2 separate regions of the Danio rerio genome follow, and region 1 is linked to region 2. Evidence: chromatin contacts called from public Hi-C data. All regions are on one chromosome and are shown on one strand. The core of a region is the stretch at or near the end of the contact, and the rest is flanking DNA. Distances in the headings are between cores, read along the strand shown. Region 1 holds the start of si:ch73-204p21.2. Region 2 holds the start of rragd (ras-related GTP binding D).

Region 1 (6,940 bases), core at 2,592-5,091, 260 kb after region 2:
CAACTGTTTTAGAGTACTATATAGTATTGAAGTATGCGATTTCAGATGCAGCCTTAAAGTATATATAGTTTCAGACTGATTATTAAAATTAGCATGGTAAACAATATGGGGACAGTTAAAATGAACGAATGTGCGAATATAAAACCAACTTTACCTCATTTTTTTCCTCACTTGCAAATAAGGAAGTCATAGTTCACTTACATTTCTTCGGCTTAGTCCCTGCTTTTACCAGGAGTTGCCACTGTGAAATGAACTGCCAGGAAGTCAGAATTGTGAGATGAAAGCAAATTTGCAATATATATATTCGTTTTTTCTTTTTCTAATGATGGAAACATGCTTTCAATACCAGGACTCAATGTAAACTTTTAGGGAAAATTGTCCATGTTAATCAGCTTTGTTGCCTTTTGTATTTCAGTTCACATCTGCACACAATGAAAGTGTTTTTTTTCCATTTGGTTGGAGGGTTTTTGCAGTCAGATAACATTTATTCTGGGTAATATTCTTATGCTTTAGATGCACATGCAGCACAACTACACAACTGATTATTTATGATGCTTTTGAAGAACATGCTTTTTGGCCTTTTATGTTGTTGTTAATATGTTAATTGAAGAATTTGTATAAAATGAGTGCTTTTCCGGTATGCTTTACAGCTGTTAGGCTACGAGTTTTTGAATGTATCTTTTTAAAAGTGACCACATTAGATAGGCTCCTTTATTTTGTGCATTATATTGTAAAAATGAAGGTGTTTTAGCACAAATACATGCTTAGATTATGTTCCACTAACATTTTGCCAGGGTATTATGGTATATATATGTAAAAGAAAATCCATTATAGGGCTTTCTAAGATAAGGGACACTTTTGATGGTGTCAACAGCACTTTTATAAAACAAGAACTGCCAAAGATTTAGTTTGAGATGTAATCTATACCCAACATAGTCAACAAATTATGAATTATTATTTTAATAATAAATCCTGCACTCACAGTATGTATTTTATGCATTTTACAAAATGCAAAAAAAGCACATTAAAGACTTCAACATGTTTATTGGTCATTTTACACATTTATAAATACATTATATTGACTGAATTTGTAATATTTTGGACACTGAAGTTGTTAATGGTGGATGTATGGGTCTCGGGACTGATATGAATCCCTAAACTGAAGGACTGAGCCTGTAGGGCTTGTAATGTGTTGTAAAAAGTTTTTTTTTTTCTCCTTCTTATACTTTTCTAAATTTTAAGCTGAAATGTACACCTCAACAAAACAACACAATGCCAGTCGCATGATCATTAATTAAAGTAAACTCTGGACAAAAGCAGATTGTTAATGCATCCTGAGCAATTTATAAGCCTACAAAATACGTCCAAAACTGCAAACAAGCCAAACTTACTGCATGAGAATGTGTATGAGGAATAACTTGTCTTTAACAAGATTTTTAAAAGTCACCAAGTGAAACTATGTCCTGCTTTTGTAATGAAAATTGTTCATTTTCGTGTTAAAATGCACTAGAGTGCAATAAATGATATATCCTTTTATGCCTGTTGTGTGATTTATAGCATCTTGATCATTATTTTAATCAGCAGCAATAAAGAAATGATCATTATTACTTGAAAATGATGATGTGGCATTTGACAAAGGTTTTCTTTTTTCCCAAATTCAAAATAAGACTTGTCATTTAGAGCAGGGGTTCTCAAAATAAGACTTGTCATTTAGAGCAGGGGTTCTCAAACTTTTGAGCCTGTGACACCTAAAATACAATTTCAGTGACCAGCGACGCCCACTATCCTCTGAGGTGGTTTTAAACATACAGTTGAAGTTATTAGACCCCCTTTAATTTTTTTTTTTCTTTTTTTAAATATTTCCCAAATTATGTTTTAACAGAGCAAGGACATTTTCACAGTATGTCTGATAATATTTTTTTTTTCTGGAGAAAGTTCTTCTGGAGTAATTGTTTTATTTCAGCTAGAATAGAAGCAGTTTTTAATTTTTAAAACCATTTTAGGGTCAAAATTATAAGCCCCTTTAAGCAAATTTGTTTCGATAGTCCACAAAACAAACCATCCTCATACAATAACTTGCCTAATTACCCTATCCTGCCTAGTTAACTTAATTAACCTAGTTAAGCCTTTAAATGTCACATAAAGCTGTATAGAAGTGTCTTGAAACAAATTAGTTAAATATTATTTACAGTCATCATGGCAAAAATAAAAAATGTGGGCTAATAATTCGGACTTCAACTGAACAAGTTTTGCACACAATGGTGCACACACACAATTAGGCCTATATAAACACAAGCATATTTACAACACAATATGCTAAAAAAAAGTGCAAAAATCTAAAAATCATATTTTTACTTTTTTGTTTATTATTCATTGGTTTAATTTAATATTAACCTAATCTAATGAGACTGGTGGGCACAATGTTTACTGCAAGGTTTAATTTTGGAGACAGTCACATGAAGATCATCCTCTATCTTCAGTTGTGTATGATTTTTTAAATCTTTTAAAAAAAAACTTTTATTTTTAAAGTACGTTAGTTCCGTAAAGGTGTCAAAGTTGCTGCAACTGACGCTACCTGCTAAAAAAAATCAAGCTTAAACCAGCCTAGGCTGGTTGGCTGGTTTTAGCTGGTCGACCAGGCTGGTGTTAGAGGGGTTTTGGCCACTTCCCGGCTGGTTTCAAGCCATTTCCAGCCTGGTCTTAGCTGCTCAGGCTGGAAAATGACCAGCCAAATCCAGCTAAAACCAGCTTGACCAACCTGTTTTAAGCTGGACATAGCTGGTTTTGGCTAGGCTGCTCAAGCTGGTTTTAGCTGTATTTAGCTGGTCATAGCTGACCAGCTAAGACCAGGCTGGAAATGGCTGGAAACTAGCCTGGAAGTGGCCAAAACCCCTCTAAAACCAGCCTAGTTGACCAGCTAAAACCAGCAAACCAGCCTAGGCTGGTTTACGCTGGATTTTTCAGCAGAATATATATTCAATGTTACAAATAATATTATTAATATTGAAAGGCTGATAGCTTTTTATTGCATAGTGTTTTTTATGTAACTAGTAAATACTATTTTAATCTTGTGTAGGTTATGTAAAAAATGTGGTAATTCTAATAGTTTATTTGATTTTTTTTAATCACTTGGCGACCCCTTCACATTGTCCTGCAACGCCCCATGGGGCCCCGACCCCAACTATGGAAATCACTAATTTAGAGCATGTTTTGCATTATTAAAAGTATATTTTAGACAATTTAATACCAATGTTTTAATATCCAGCATATGTTTTACACAGGGGGTGCCCTTCCAGCTGCAACTCATCAATATAGGAAACATACACAATAATTCACAAATATACACTGCGGACAATTTAGCTTAGCCAATTCCCCTATACCATGTTTTTGGACTGTGTGGGAAACAGGAGCAGGAGGAAACCCACGCGAACACGGGGAAAACATGCAAACTCCACACAGAAATGCCAACTGACCCGCCGAGTCTCAAAGCAGCGACCTTGCTGTGAGACTGCCCATGTTTTAACTTAAATAGTTAAAATCAATATTTTGTGGAATAACATTAATTTTCAGTGACAAAAAATGAAACGTTTGTTATTCTGGTCAATAATGAAACAAATCAAAACCGTAGACTAGCTCTTAAAATGGATTACATGTCATGAGGTTACCTGTTGTTTTACTAAATCTTGTGAAATTATAAATATTTAAGCATCATTAGGAATGGCCAGTTTTATATAAATAATGTATTTGCCATAAAATATTTAAAAACCACTTTTGCTTTTGCTCCATTCACCAGACAAACCGAAAATCTTCACGTATTTGCCTGTAGCGCCACTTGCTGGTCAGTGTGTTTATAATATATCGTCGAGTTAAGACTATTTGGGGCTGTTGACACACCTCAGAGTAAATATAGCTGTTAATAAACATAAAACACTCCTGGCTGAGCAAAGGGTATTATAATTTACGTACTTTGTTTTGTTTAAACCATTGTACGGTGAGATTGTGACATTTTCATGTCTCGGTTAACGTAGTGGATTTACTGACCGTCAAACAGAATCTGGACAGGTGAACTAATTAACGTCAGCCCAAATTTAGCTTTCGCTCTGTTGTCTTCAAACTGCGATACCATCGTGTCATCTGATGCGGTTTTGCTCGGATGATCCCACCAAATGTTGTTTAAACTCCCTTTAATCCAACAAAATCTGGTAAGTGCTGCGAATTTCAATCCCCCGAGGTTCACTGGTTGCGTGTGACACTTTCCAGGAATAGGCCATCATTTGTTGTCCAATTTAGAGCTTTTTTAAGCAGTAAGTTAGAAGAACGAATATCGTGTTTCTGAATGATTGGATGTGTTGGGTTAACTGTTATCTAACACAAAACTAACCCAGCATGACAAATGGTTAGTTTTAAACTGAGTTTTCCTCAGTTTATGAGTACTTGTCTTGTAAATGACATTTATATTAATTTCATTTAATTGTAGTAAAACTGTTAATATGCATAACCAAAAAATTGGATTGTTTAAAATTTATTTAAAACCCTTGTCAAAAAAATCCTGTTGGAATTTCAGTTAATCTTGTAGGATTTGTAAAAGTTTTATTGAACATTTCACTTTGTCCTATATGATTTAAATCCTTTTGGACATTATTACTTAATTCATTTGAATTTCCACTTTTTTTCCTATGGAATCTGGTTTGGTTTTCAAAATCTCATTAGAACTTGTGTTTTAATGGAATTTCACCTCATACTGTTTTTATTGTACTAATTAGGGATTTTTAATCAATATTTTCTATACTTAACTTTCTATACTTCAGTATTTTAACTTATTTTTGTGTTGGCTAATGGTGAAAGAATGACATATCTTGTTTTGTCAGGTTTGATTTATATTCACAATAATCACTACTTCTAATTAGGCATGGGCCGGTATAAGATTCTGAAGGTACGATAATCTTGAATAAAAATATAGTTTGACGTTGTGATTACTGCTCTAAGATTTATTCTTCTGAAATATCTGGGTAAAAATCTAAAACTTTTCCCCCCAATGAACACAATATATTTTATATTAAGAAACATTTAAAATATTTCGTAACAGTAAACCTCAATCTAATAATTCAAATGAATTATTGACTTCTGCTGTCTTCATTATTTTCAAAAACACAGAGTTCATTGCAATATAAAAGGGCATCTTTGCAAATCTTTTCTGCTGGAGATACTGTTGTCCTAAAAAATACAAAAGAAAAAAGTAAAAAAAAAAAAATGTACACACCTTAGGAACGGTATAGCAGAATTTTTTGGCAGTTTTAAAACCTTGAAATTTCCAAACCGTGGCATACCTTGAAAATAGTTATTGTCCCATGCCTACTTCTAATCATAAATGAACCGAAAATTAAATCATAGAATGGTGGGGCCCCAGGCAAGATAACAAAAATTTGGTTACCTTGGTGTGATAGTTTGGTTTAATTAGTTAACTATTATACAAAACATTCTGAATGTGGCATAATATTTACCTTGCATATTGCACGAGACTCTGTGATCATATATATTGTTGCATCAATTAAAGTCCTAAAGTTACTAAAGTAAAAAAGTAAAAAAAAGTTTTTTTTTTTTTTTTTTGCTTTAAAAGGTTCCTAGTTTAATTTAAATTTGCATTTATGTGCATTGCATAGATTAGAAATATTTAGATTAAATATTTTATGACTTAAGAAACGGTCATTATTTTAAAAAATTTTTGCAATATACCTACTCAAAAATAAATGAATAAAATACCAACAGTAGTTATTTGTTTTTGCAAATAGACTCCATATATTCTGACCAAAAACATCAAATCTTAGCATTTTGATGTGGGTGTTTAGGCAAGGGTTGGTTTATATTTATAAGCGAGTGTATGAGGATGCATCCAGGGTTCTCCCTTAATTAACCCTTTAAGGATGTCAAAACAACATGTGAGGGGAGCCAGCAGAAAATATATCACACTGCTGTGTCTTAATAATTCTACAACAAAAATAAAGAAATGAAAATCATATGAAAATACATTTGACCACCCTTATAAAAATAATGCAATATTAAAATATAATATTTATTTAATGACTAATTCTAGGCTGCCAGCACCACACCACATAGTTTTTTCACGCAAGTTAAATTTACCATGGTTTATTGTAGTAAAGTCATGTTATAAAGTAAATCTTTTTTGTAAAACTACAGCTTCGCTAAAATAGCAAATCCATGGTTAAATTGTAGTTCGCATAAAACTACAGAAATCATTATTTTTGTAGTGAACCCATAGTAAATTTTCAAAAAGGTCAACTGCAATTTCAACAAGTATTACTTCTTATTATTGCTTTTGTTGACTGTTATGAAAAAACACACAAACCAGTTTGTTTTTCTAAGCTTTTATTAATTACACCAATAAAAAAACTGAATTAAACTGTTTACATCTTTACCCCTTATAATATTGCATAAGCCTCTATGATTGCACAAGATAAGCAGTTACCTACCGGCACACTATAGATCAATGCTTATAAGGCAGACGAGTATGTAATAATATTACATTTCGGTTATGAAAACAGGGGTGGGGGAACATTTTATTTGGAACAGCTAAAGTAGCAGCAGTGCAAAACCAGCAACAGAAACTGTAAATTCATGAGCTCGTTCAGTACTGTGGTGCAAAAGCAGTGGTCAGCAATGAGAACAGACAGAAAGTGACTTCATTACATTAATTACTGATGATTGCTTTCTAGCACTGATGTCTGATTATAAACTCTTATACACCCTTGTTCAAGCGTTTGCAGACAAATAAGATCATTTGTGTTTATTGGATCAAGTAAACATCAATATTATGAATATATATTCTTACAATTTATAAGTGCATTAATTAGGGATTGTTCACCCAAAAATGAAAATGTCTTAATTTACTCGCCCTTCACTGATTTCAAACTAGGCTGCACAA
Region 2 (7,235 bases), core at 4,723-7,222:
TGTATGTATTATACTGTATATAAGCAGATTAAAATGTTAAACGCTATAACCTGGGGTTTCATGGACCCAGGATTTAGAATGACCCATCTTCAAAAGCCCTTTTAAGGGTTTTAAGTTAAAAAGCACATTAAACACACATCAGTATATTTCAAATAAAATCACTTCAAGTTAAATAAAGCAGGCATTTGAGGAAGGATCTCATGTTGAAGTACACATGACCTTGGGGTAAAAAGATCAGACATACAAATGTTGTATAGCAAACAGATAGGTTTGAATGTCAAGCAGACAGAGATGTCATTGTCTCCGAACATCTCACAGATCTGAGAATAAAGCAATCATCTCTCAACACAACATTTGTGCTTTGAAGTCATCACAAAGTATGTAATACAAACATCTGGGAGTTTAAAGTGGGTTACCACGTTGCATGCAATACAGCAGTTCTCATTTTTGTGTGTTTTGCTTGTGCCGTTTCTGTTGTTTTCAAGGCCATATTCATCATGTGGGTTCATGAATATTACATTACTTCATCCACAGGGAAATTATGCATATTAAGATAACACAAAAATGAAAAGCGTTTGCAGGGCAAATGGGAGGAACGGTGTTGGCATGAAAATAATTAACAAGATGATTCAATCATTGCTCAACCGGAAAATGCCCTCCAAACACTTCCCTGACCTAATAATAATAATAAATAATTCTCGATTTTTAATCATTATTATTTAGTCTTGTTTAACTATAATATTATCATTATTTTGATTCAGTTTAAGTCTTTTTTATCAGCATATTATTTTTACACAGTATATGTACCGGTATATTACACCCTATTTTACATGGAGATTGAAATGAGGACAGATGTCAAGCTGTTACTGCAGTGCTTATAGCACGAGCCTCGTGAATGGATCATTTCTAAGCTGATCTTTTATAAAATGATCGACTGACCCTAAAGATTAAACTGTGCTATACTCAAGTAAGAGTAAAACAAAATGTAGCATATTCAGATTTCTTGAAATTATGCTTTACTTGGCTGTCAACAGCAGCATGTAGTCTGTGGTAAATGTGTATTTGCTTTTACTAAATGACCAATCAGTGCAATATAGTGTAGGATACATACAGTATATTTAGAATCTTACACTCACCGGCCACTTTATTAGTTACACCTGTCCAACTGCTTGTTAACACAAATGTCTAATCAGCCAATCACGTGGTGGCAACTCAATGCATTTAGGCATGTAGACATGGTCAAGACGATCTGCTGCTCTTCAAACCGAGCATTAGAATGGGGAAGAAAGGTGATTTAAGTAACTTTGAATGTGGCATGGTTGTTTTTGCTAGATGGGCTGGTCTGAGTGTTTTAGAAACTGCTGATCTACTGGGATTTTCACTCACAATCATCTCTAGGGTTTACAGAGAATGGTGAGACAAAGAGAAAATATTCAGTGAGAGGCAGTTCTGTGAGCACAAATGCCTTGTTGATGCTTGAGGTGGTGGTGTAATGGTGTGGGGGATATTTTCTTGGCACACTTTGGGCCCATTGGTACCATTTGAGCATCACGTCAATGCCACAGCCTTCCTGAGTATTATTGCTGATCTTCTGATGGCTATTTCCAGCAAGGTAAAGCGCCATGTCATAAAGCACGAATCATCTTAGACTGTTTTTTTTTTAGACATGACAATGAGTTCACTGTACTCAAATGGCCCCAACAGTCACCAGATCTCAATCCAATAGAGCACCTTTGGGATGTTGAGTAACGAGAGATTTGCATCATGGATGTGCAGCTGCTTGATGCTATCATGTCAATATGGACTGAAATCTCTGAGGATCTCTGATCTATTTCCAGTACCTTGTTGAATCTATGCCACAAAGGGTTAAGGCAATTCTGAAGGCAAAAAGGGGGTCCAACCCGGTATTAGACCTAATAAAGTGGGCGGTGAGTGTATATGCATTGTACTCATAGGTTAAAAAATCTCATTTTATTTCATTGCAAAAATCATTAGAATAAGCTAAGGTCATGTTCCATGAAGATATTTTGTAAATTCTAATTGTAAATATATTGAAGCTTATTTTTTAATAATGAATTTGTTTGGAAACTTTAAAGGTGATTTTCTCAATAATTTGATATTTTGAAGCCTCAGATACCAGATGTTCAAGTACACTGTAAAAATATCTGTAATTTACAGTTTCCATATTTTAAGTGTTTTCCGTATATTTATAATTGCAATTTACATGTATGTCTCTGTTCTATCCACTCTAAAAACTCTAAAAGTATAAAACTCTAACTGTAATAAAACTCTACAGTATAACAGTGACAATTATTGACATTTCAATAATTATAATAAAAGTCACTTTTTAAAACTTTTTAAAAGTTGCTATATCATGTATATTAATGAAGTTGCATGTGGTTCACAATAGTGCGCTAATTGGCTCAAACCAAGTCTTCCTCATGAATTAATGCTGAAAGCTCAAAGACGTCACTGTGTACTGTCCGGTACAGAGAGCCAATCTCCACGCTGGAATTTACCCAAGGATTTCATCGCCGTGACGCAGCTTCAAAATTTCTTTTCAAACCAGAGGAATAAATTAGCTTAAAACAACGCAAAAAACAATTTTCTATTTTTTTGTGAAATAGTCCTTATAGTGTTTTTAGCAATGTGGGACACATATATGACTGTCAACATCTCAAAAATGTGTTTTGCTGTTTCGTGACCCTTTAAAGAAGTGGACTGCCTTTTTAGAGCATGGTGATACTTGCTGGTGCTGATGGCTGAGGCTCTCAGCAATTACGTGAATAAAAAGCTTATTTAGAAATCTAAATTTAAAATGAATTGACACTTACTGCATTATTAGTTTTGTGGTCCAGGGTCACATATTACTGTATATTTTTAAATGTAAAAACCAGTCTGAAAAAAAGAGAGAAAAAACTTTCGAATAAACTGATACATTATTTTACAATTTTCTTACACTGTTTAAGATTCCAAAAATATGTTTGAGTTTTTCAATAACTAATGTGTTTGGGTGAAAAGTGTGATTAAACATTTATGATGAATTTATTAATAAGTGTGCTGTATAGTGATTAGATATTATGTTTCATTCAAATTTAAGTTGCTTGAAAACAGTGATTATGCTTTTGAATATATGAACTGTAATAACAGATTGTTTGAATGTAATATTAAAATATCAACTATACTAAAGGTAAACAAAGATGACTGGATGATAATAATAATAAAAGGCATAACTTTTTCAGAGATTCTGTGGTTTGGACTGGAAAAAGGGCAGAGTTCATATACATACAGCACTAAACATCTGTACTGCACCACCTACACCACTCTCATCTGCCTGTCAACTGTCCCAGAGGAAATTACTAGCATCAGCTGGCGGTATGTTGGCTTTGTGGGTACAGAATCAGTGGAACTGCAGTAGGTCAAATCCTCAGGGAACACAATAGTCTGGATTCACTGTACAGAATATTTCCGCATCTACATCAGTTTCTTGAACATTGCACAAAAATACCTGTTATTCTAGCTCGCAGTTTTATTTATTATTATTATTATTAACTTTTGTGCACTCTTCAAATTTGCATCTACTGAATTATACTGTTTTAAAATCATAATTTTTTGCATTTATTCAAACTACTATATTGCTTAGAAAATTACAGGATTTTAACTCTTTAATTGCTAAATTCACAAGTGATGTCACTGAATTGATGAAAAACACACAAAATGACGTATTTTCAACATAAAAAGTAATTGTGGACTGGATATTTTTTCCCTTTTATCAGTCTTGCATTTGAATGTTTAGTAAGCATTGGCTTTGATGCATTGTTAGATTTTCATTTTTTCTCTAATTTACTGTTGGTGGCTGTTTTTGCACCATTAACTTCCATTAAAACCATATTTGATGGTTCATAATTCACAGTCTTTGTTTTTGTTTACTCCATGTAGTTCTGAGAGCTGGGATACATCTTTTGATTTTCTCAGACACATTAAGTTAAGTGCATAAATGTCAATTTCACACACTCAGACACACACACGCACACACACTTTAATTTGCTGTTATACTCCATATAAAATCCAGACACAGCTTTTTTTCAGCTTTTTTTTTTTTTTTTTTTTTTTTTGCACAGGCCTATCTAAAGGGTTAATGGTGCCAACAGACGATCAACAGTAAAACTAACAAATTGTGCCCCTTCCCGACAGGGAAAACTACCAACAATCAAAAATGCATGATTATATGGTGTCATGGTTTTGTAAAAAAAAATGTGGTTATAATGGAAGTCAATGTGGCAAATAACAGCTAACAGTAAAGTAAGGAGAGAAAAAATCTATCAAAAACAATGCATTAAAGGCAATGTTGTTTCACATGTCTAGGACTTTGATAAAAGGTTAAAAAAATCAAGTCCACAATAATTTGTTATATTAAATACATGGCATTTTGTGTGTTTTTTTTTCAACAAATCAGCAACTGTATTTATGAATTTGGCAATTAAAGAGTTAAAATCCTGTAATATTCTAAGCAATTTAATCAATTTGATCAGGACTGAAGTTGATTAACAGATTTATGGAAATAATAATAATAATAATAATAATAATAATAATAATAATAATAATAATATTAATAATAATAATAATAATAATAACAATTTAATCTGATGCATGTTTACAGCAGTTTAATTCAGTGGATGTTTTCTTCCCAAGCATAACAACAGGGTAGTAAATTTGTCCAGAGTGTATCGTTGAGTTTTTTTTATTTTCCTAACATTTGTTTCTAAATAACATGTCACCAAAATCATTCTGCTAGCTGAAACACCAGTTATGGCCAAATTAAGACTAAAAAATCACCCCAGAGTGGATGAAAACATTCCCAACAGTACATAGGGGTTAATAGGGGTTATATTTGATTATTGTATAACATTTTTTTAACTACAGTTTTAAGCATTTTTTATAGCTGCAAAAAGAGACTCAATTCATCTTTTGAAGTTTATATTGCTGGTTATAAATCTGAGGAATCAAGAGTGTGCAGTTTTCTGATGTATTGTCTTTAATCCCATGTTAGGGAATATGCATTGAAAATTCCCTTCTATGCCTGAAATCATCTGCACAGAGTATGTACAAGACATAAACTTGACTTACTTATTCTTGAAGAGAGAGAGAGATAAACTAGAGAATTCAAATGATAATTTTTCAGCTGCAAACAAAGGAATGAGACTCATAGACGTGCATTAATCTGCTCCATTAATATAATTCAGTGCCACATCAAAGCATTTACAGCGCCATCCAGCGGATCCAACTAGTCGAACGGCATTAAACTTATAAATAGATGATAAGAATAATATGAAGCATGTCTAATGTTAATATTTTGTTAATTAAAGTTTTTAAAGAAGTCTAAATAAAATTATTAATGTTAATAAGCAGATTTAATTAAATGTTAAAGCTATATCTTCATATTTATGATAATAATAAAACAACATCAATTATAATTATTTATTTATTAATAAAATTCGATTATTTAATTTTTGTCCGTTTCTAAGTAAATGTCTATCATTAATTAAACAAACTAATACAAATACTTAATTATAGGCTAATAAAAATTAGTGCCAGAAGTATGAAACAAAATTATTTTATATATTAACAAGTATATTAATGATATTAATAAGTTAAATAAGAAAAACATTTAGGTCTGTTTGATTAATATGCATACCATAAGAATAGCAAAATTGTATTAGATATTAATAATATTTTGTTAATAAGAGATGGCCTTTCAATTTTAAAAATAAATATATATTTTGTAGCCTAATAAAATAAGGATATTTAAAATTAACAGCCGACTACATACATGTAATAGATTATGCACACAAAAAAGGGTAATAGTAAGGTTACTAAATTAATTTTCTAAATTTATCCCGTAAAAGACTACATCTCCCGAGATCCACAGAGTGCTAGGAGTCCATGCACAGCCTGTTTGTTTGGGGAAGGGAGGCGTCCCATATCAGCCGGTCTCCTGTCAGAAAGTTTGTCCCGCGCCGCGGCTTTTCTTCCAGCGGGGCCGCTGATGAACAGCCGCGGTCAGCCGTGATACCGCGCACAGGCACCCGCTGTGAGCGAAAGAGGGGGAGGAGGTGAAAGTTCACCATGGCTTGACCGTATCGGATGACAATGTGGAAAAGTTTGGCTGCCTCCTCAGATTAAATTTCTCAAACTCGGAGAATGACAAGCGCACGGAAAAACAATGAAGTAGACGGAGAAAACGAAGCGCTGTCTTTCGATTATTACGACGACGATGACGACTTCGATGCGTTCACTGACGGGGACGGAGACTGCAGCTGCGATGGAGGAGGTTGGAGCTTTAATTTACCAGTCATAAATTACAATTTATGGATATGTTTGTAATAGGGCGCAAAATATAGCTAATTATAGCCCATGTCACACAATAAATCCCATTCCCCTATTAAAACACAGTTAATTGTACAGCAATGCTGGTAGCCTTATTTAACATTACTTAAAGTGTCATAAATTAATCTATACGTAAACTAAAATATAAACTTTCTGTATGCATACACTTTTTGACACCCACTTTATTTGGTTTTGATATCGTCAATAAGGTGTAAAACAAATAGGCCTAACCTATAGGCTCAAGGTGTTGGGAAACTTTGTTTGGTAAACATTTTGGAGGATCGATTTATTAATAAGCGGTAACCTGATATTAATCACTCTTGCTATAAATAAATGGGTTTAGTAAAATTTTTATATTGTTTATTATGTTTTCCAAATAGACTACCACTGATAAATGTAATGGAGGTACTGAAAGCTGTGGTCAGCCAAGTGTTTATAATGGATTTTATAATACTGGTCTTGTTACTAGCAAAACTCCCTTATGGGGACTTTACATTAGTCACCATGACCATGAAGAAAGGTAACTTAAGTTACTTGAAAGTAGCAACATAGGCCTATTACAAGAGACTTAGAAATGAGTGCATATTTTCGCTCTCATGATTTTATTTAAAGACTCTATTGTGTAATTTTATGTATGCATTTTGATCAGCATGACTCTCTGACCTTCAGTTTTTCTTTCCCCCTTATTGGAAAGCATTTAGATTTCACTTACAGATTTTTACTTACAACTTAGTCCATTGTTTGTACATTTACTTTAGATGCAAACGTTGATTATCCACTGCAATGACAATTTTTTTTTCATTAATTGTTTAGCAGTTTAACATGCACACTACACATTCATATCATGC

Evidence for each region. A called contact is a pair of places that touch in the nucleus more often than the background predicts.
Region 1: a Hi-C map of an unstated tissue shows a contact between it and region 2, with 2.6 times the contacts expected there. The contact joins the promoter of si:ch73-204p21.2 here to the promoter of rragd in region 2. A contact is called at or near these places in 2 of 18 Hi-C or Micro-C datasets (caudal fin and an unstated tissue).

Annotation. Positions count from the first base shown.
Region 1 is chr17:17,301,002-17,307,941 of GRCz12tu, forward strand. It overlaps si:ch73-204p21.2, which reads left to right and starts at 3,842. Exons shown (of 9, transcript XM_073928366.1): 1 at 3,842-3,948. It overlaps clmna (calmin a), which reads left to right. Exons shown (of 14, transcript XR_012393297.1): 14 at 1-1,536. map7a (microtubule-associated protein 7a) reads right to left here. Exons shown (of 14, transcript XM_694976.8): 14 at 6,368-6,940.
Region 2 is chr17:17,040,238-17,047,472 of GRCz12tu, forward strand. It overlaps rragd (ras-related GTP binding D), which reads left to right and starts at 5,973. Exons shown (of 7, transcript NM_001099424.2): 1 at 5,973-6,331. The coding sequence starts at 6,202.